2 separate regions of the Mus musculus genome follow, and region 1 is linked to region 2. Evidence: chromatin contacts called from public Micro-C data. All regions are on one chromosome and are shown on one strand. Each heading gives the region's core, a stretch centred on a gene start, on an enhancer-like site or on the middle of the called end of the contact. The rest is flanking DNA. Distances are from core to core; before and after follow the strand shown.

The links. A called contact is a pair of places that touch in the nucleus more often than the background predicts.
Region 1: a Micro-C map of the G1E-ER4 cell line shows a contact between it and region 2. The contact joins two enhancer-like sites. A contact is called at or near these places in 2 of 39 promoter capture datasets (maxillary cranial neural crest and second pharyngeal arch cranial neural crest), 2 of 15 datasets of contacts at CTCF or cohesin (the NIH/3T3 cell line and large pre-B cells), 30 of 484 Hi-C or Micro-C datasets (the AML12 cell line, CD4 T cells, the G1E-ER4 cell line and 22 more) and 6 of 115 datasets of contacts at active chromatin or transcription factors (the HPC-7 cell line, the NIH/3T3 cell line, a beta-TC-6 cell line and 3 more).

What each region holds. Positions count from the first base shown.
Region 1 is chr1:170,844,647-170,847,445 of GRCm38.p6, forward strand. All of the region lies in intron 4 of Atf6 (activating transcription factor 6), which reads right to left. Among named protein-coding and RNA genes, the nearest start is that of Gm29733, 4.9 kb to the right of the region's middle. Within about 2 kb of position 1,490, at least 100 of the 459 cell types and tissues checked have an H3K27ac peak or open chromatin away from gene starts, as enhancers often do. A contact at or near this core is called in the G1E-ER4 cell line and hematopoietic stem and progenitor cells, where this site is marked.
Region 2 is chr1:170,608,846-170,611,552 of GRCm38.p6, forward strand. No RefSeq gene overlaps it. Among named protein-coding and RNA genes, the nearest start is that of Nos1ap, 20 kb to the left of the region's middle. Within about 2 kb of position 1,361, at least 29 of the 459 cell types and tissues checked have an H3K27ac peak or open chromatin away from gene starts, as enhancers often do. A contact at or near this core is called in the G1E-ER4 cell line and hematopoietic stem and progenitor cells, where this site is marked.

The sequences.
Region 1 (2,799 bases), core at 240-2,739, 240 kb after region 2:
AAACAGTAAGTCAACACTAATGTTAACAAGTATCTGGGTGATGGATAGCTTGACAAAGACCCGCACATTCGGGCAGGAGAACAGATTAGCGAGTAAAGGCACTGAGTTCAACCCCCGGAACCCATGTGGTAGAAAGAGTCTGACTTTCACACACTCACTGTGAGCCATCATGAACAACCATACATAAGACACACAAAATAAAAAAGTAAATGTTCATTTTTTTTTTTATTTTTTTATTTTTGGTTTTTCGAGACAGGGTTTCCCTGTATAGCCCTGGCTGTCCTGGAACTCACTTTGTAGACCAGGCTGGCCTCAAACTCAGAAATCTGCCTGCCTCTGCCTCCCGAGTGCTGGGATTAAAGGCGTGCGCCACCACGCCCAGCTTATTATTTTAAGAGCAGTACTTTTCCACGGTTTAAAAGTACCTTCTTCACAAAATACTGGCAACTAGCAAAGGGAGAAAAGAGCAGCTTCTTGGCTGAGAGCCTAGCAGATGCTGTCAGCTGACTGAGGTGAACATCACCAGTAACAGGACCACCTCAAACTGTCATCAAACTGAATCTTATCATCAAAAATAAATGACAAGGTGGAGTGTGGGTGGCCTGCACCTGTAACCTCAGTTCTTGGGAGGTGAAAGCAGGAGAATCAGGAGTTGAAGGCCATTTTCCATTACATAGCAACTTTAAACCAGTTCGAACTAGGTGAGATCCTATCTCAAAAGGCAAAAACAGATCTGGTAGTGGTGACATCCTTACTACTTTAATCCTAGGACTTAGGAGGCAGAGGTGGGTGATCTATATGAGCTGCAAGCCAACCTGGTAAACAGAGCAAGTTCCAAGACAGCCAAACAGCTAAAGCTATACAGAGAAACCCTGTCTCAAAAACCAAGAGAGAGAAAGAGAGAGACAGAGAGACAGAGAGAGAGAGGCTAAAACAAACAAACAAAAGACAGACACAAAACCACTTCTGTGGCATTCCTGCCATAGACACTAAAGCTGACTCCAATCCTGAGGAAACGTCTGGCACTCCAAATGATAAGGTCATTAAAGCACGAAGTCAAGAAGGAAGAATTGTTCCAGAATAAAGAAAATTAAAGCAGAAAGACAACCACATGCAACATAACCTGATGCTTTTGCTGGTCTGAATCTAAGGGGAGCTACATGGGAAATTGCACAATCTAAACCGGGACTGGGTAGTGCGAGTTTTGGTTTCTTTTAACCTCAGTTATGCTACGGAGACATGTTTCTGTTTTAATCCCTGGTGTGGCCTCCTTCAGCTTATCCACAGCAGCAGACTGACTGCCTCGTGCTCCAGCAGGGGCAGGATCTGTGCCCAGTGCAGATAGCTTAATTCTGGGAACTCTTGAGCGAGAGAAAAAAAAAAAAAAGCCAAATGCCAGAGGGGGCTGAGGGAACTCTGAGGGGCAGGGGAACACTAAGGAAGAAGCCTGGCTGTTCGGCTGTACCCCCTGCTGGGTCCTGCTCCTGCTGCTGATGGTTGAGAGGAAAGAGACCAGAAGAAGCTGGACTTCCCGGTAGCGGAAGATTAGACTTGCTTTAGTCAGCAGGAAGTAGTTTAAAGAGACCTAGCCTCCTTTCTCCTCCACCCTTCCTTCTCTACTACCTGGTGATGGGGGGTTGGAAGGAATAAGGGCTGGAAGGGAGAAAGAGGTACATAAAAACCAAATAAAATAGCTAAAACAAATATGCCTACAGGGCTACAGATGAGATTATTGTTATATATCAATGTTTAGTTCCTGGTTTTGGTGGCTGTATTGTTGTTAAAAAAAACATTCTTGTTCATAGGAGGTAGACATTATAGAATTTGGAATTCAGTGGCCAACTGACCCTCAAATGGCTCAGACAAAAATCTCCACAATATATTTGCAAATTTAAGATCATTCCAAATAAAAAGGCAGTGTAAGCAAGAGAACAAGAATAAAAAATTAGCCAGGCGGTGGTAGCGCATGCCTTTAGTCCCAGCACTTGGGAGGCAGAGGTAGGCAGATTTCTGAGTTCAAGGCCAGCCTGGTCTATAGAGTGAGTTCCAAGATAGCCAGGGCTACAGAGAAACCCTGTCTCGAAAAAACAAACAAACAAACAAAACAAAAACAAAAAACAATAAAAAATTAGAGAATGTCTTTCTGAGTGATAAGCTTTTGAGTAACAGGAGGAGGAAGAATAGAAGGAAAGGAGGAAGAGAGGTAAAAGGCAGGAAAAAGGATAAGGACATGGATAAGAGGAAGTGGAGGAAGAGCAGCAGCAACAATAACAGAACTAGTAAGAACAATAATAATAAAATAAATATATGTGCACCTTATATAAATATAAAGAAGAAGAAGAATAACCAGGCTAGGCGTGCTGGTTATTATTTTAATCTCTACACCTAGAAGGCAGAGACAGAAGGATCTCTACAAGTTCAAGGCCAACCTAGTCTCCATAATAAGTTCCAGGCCAGCCAGAGCTACACAGTGAAATCCTGCTGAAAGAAAGAAAGAAAGAAAGAAAGAAAGAAAGAAAGAAAGAAAGAAAGAAAGAAAGAAAGAAAGAAAGAAAGAGAGAGAGAGAGAGAGAGAGAGAGAGAGAGAGAGGGAGGGAGGGAGGGAGGGAGGGAGGGAGGGAGGGAGGGAGGGAGGGAGGGAGGGAGGGAGGGAGGGAGGGAAGGAAGGAAGGAAGGAAGGAAGGAAGGAAGGAAGGAAGGAAGGAAGGAAGGAAGGAAGGAAGGAAGGAAACAACCCAGGCCAGACACAGTGGCACATTCCTGCACTGAAGCCCAGCCTGGGCAACACAGTAAGACTAC
Region 2 (2,707 bases), core at 111-2,610:
TCTCCTGTTACAGCCGTTAGAGAGAAAGAGAAAGGAAAATGTTGTTCCTCATTTTGAGATCATACAGAAAAAATGATAAAGTCTAACTTGTCCATGGGATTGTTTCTGCATTTGCTCATGTAGAGATACTCACTAGATATACTGTACACAAATATAGTTATAGACATATACAATGGAGAGACAAGCAGACAGACAGACAGACACACATGCACACACACACACATGACTCCAACAGCAAATATCTATAAGAAGATAAATGTAATATGTTGTATATACATGATTAATTAACCCTAAAAAGAAAATAATTCCTGGGGCTGGGGAGACCGTTTCTGTTCCAGAGGAGCCAGGTTCAGTTCCCAGCACCCACATGGTGGCTCACAAGCATCTGCAATCCCAGTGCCAGGGGATCTGACTCCTCTTCTGACCTCTGTGACCTCTGACCAGGCATGGGTGGGGTACACTGAAGTACATGCAGGCAAAACAACCTTACACATAAACACAAAACAAAATAATGAGAGAAAAGATAAGAAAATGAAGATAACTCTTAGCTGGGAGTGGGGGTGCAGATCTAACACTCCGGCGCTCAAGAGCAGGAGATAAGAGGATCATTGCAGGTTCAAGAGCAGCCTGCTCTATATAGCAACTTAGGTATGTTTCCAAGCCAGCTAGTGCTGCATGGTGAAGTCCTTTTAGGTGTCCAAAACCTAAAAAAGCATAGAAAGAAAGAAAGAAAGAAAGAAAGAAAGAAAGAAAGAAAGAAAGAAAGAAAGAAAGAAAGAAAGAAAGGAAGGAAGGAAGGAAGGAAGGAAGGAAGGAAGGAAGGAAGGAAGGAAGGAAGGAAGGAAGGAAGGAAGGAAGAAAGAAAGAAAGAAAGAAAGAAAGAAAGAAAGAAAGAAAGAAAGAAAGAAAGAAAGAAAGAAAGAAAGAAAGAAAGAAAGAGGGAGGGAGGGAGGGAGGGAGGGAGGGAGGGAGGAACTCAACACCTGGATAAACCTTGGGGATGCTAGATATTAAACTAGGTACTTGGGTACTTGACAATGGCAAGCAAGCAGCCAGCACCATTTTGGAGCGGGTTAGTCTGTGGCTTCTGGCTGTATCGAAGCATAACACAAGCATCACTTCAAGTGCCTGTCTGTGGTCTGTGGAGAACACATGTTTCTGCTAACCCTGTCAGGACGGAGGGTGTTTGTGGCGAAGAGGCAGAACCCGGGCCAGGAGCACACTGAACTTGCAGAGCTCAAGGGCTGGAGAGTGGGCTGAGTCTGGGGCCTGAGATGGGGAGGACCGCATCTTCTGCCTCTTTGCTTGTTGGAACCACGGTCTTGCACTCACTGCCCCTGGCCCCAACACACAACTGAAGGCCAGATCCTTGGGAGTTTTGTGCCATGCTGGGAGAACTTTAGCAGAGTAGATTTCCTTTCCCCCTTCCTTTCTCCCTCTTGATTAACATGAATCTGATCTTCCAAAGAAGGAAACGGCTGCTAAGATGAATTTTGTTAAGTATATTTTACCAAAATAAATGTTTTAAAACAATGACATCATGCATTACTTATAAGTATGTATCACATTTCTTATCACGTTGTGAGCTCCTAACAGACACTTGCTGTCCAAGGCCCATCATGACTGCATTAGTGGTGCACTTAGATAAGAGGGCCCGCCCAGGACCTGGAGATGGAGCCCAGTGACTGAGTGTTAACCTCATGCATGCAAGAAGGGTCACCCAGACTTTCAGAGATGTATTTTAGGGCTCAGGATGTGGCTCAGTTGACAGAGTGCTTACCAAGCATGTCCCTGGGTTCCAATCCAATTTAAACCTGGCATAGTAGCCCAAGACTGTAACCTAGTCCTGGGAGGTAGAGACAGATAATCATGAGTAAGGTTATCTTCATCTACATAACAAGTCCAAGACCACTGGACCACAAGATCCTTTTTTAGATTGTGCCTCCTACCCCGTGTGCGTACACGCCCCCCCCCCCAAACCAATCAAACAAACAAACCCCAGATGTGGCAATTTGGTAATATAGTCCCAAGGATATCTCTTCCTAGGCCCTGTGACTAGACTTGCCTGTGAGTGACTGTTTCACCTGGTTATTTAACCACAGTATGTAGCTGGGATAGACTGGTATTCTAGGGAGGTATTTGTGGCCTACTGGTTTTCCAGTTACTACTGTTGATTGCCACAAGTGGTAGGAAACCAAACCAGGTAGAAGGAGTTCTCCTGTACAAAATAGAGAACTACAAGCAATATGTGTAGGTCTCCTTCAGCCACACACCACCGCCCCCAGCTTATGACAAAAAGTGATTTCTGCCAGCCAGTTAGAGTACCATACCAGACTGGTGAAGACAGACGCAAGGGTTTAAGCCGCATATAGAGCACTCTTGAGCCTCTTACAACCCCAGTTCTTCAGCACCTGCAGTCACCCATTAGAAGGGGTTCTGGCAACACCTCGGGGTTCTCCAAAACACAGAATGGGAGGAATAATAATTCTGATTCTCTGATACATACCCACTGCTTCTGTCTGTCTTTTAGATCGACTTATGTCCAACCACTTCTTAGAGCATACAAAGTTCTCTTTAATTCATTACCTCGGCTGATCCTCATGAGAAACTTCTGAGGGAGAGGCAATCGTGGTACCCCCCCCACCCCCACCCTCATGTAGACAAGGAAACTGAGGCTCAGGTGGGTTATGAGATTTTCCAAGGTCAG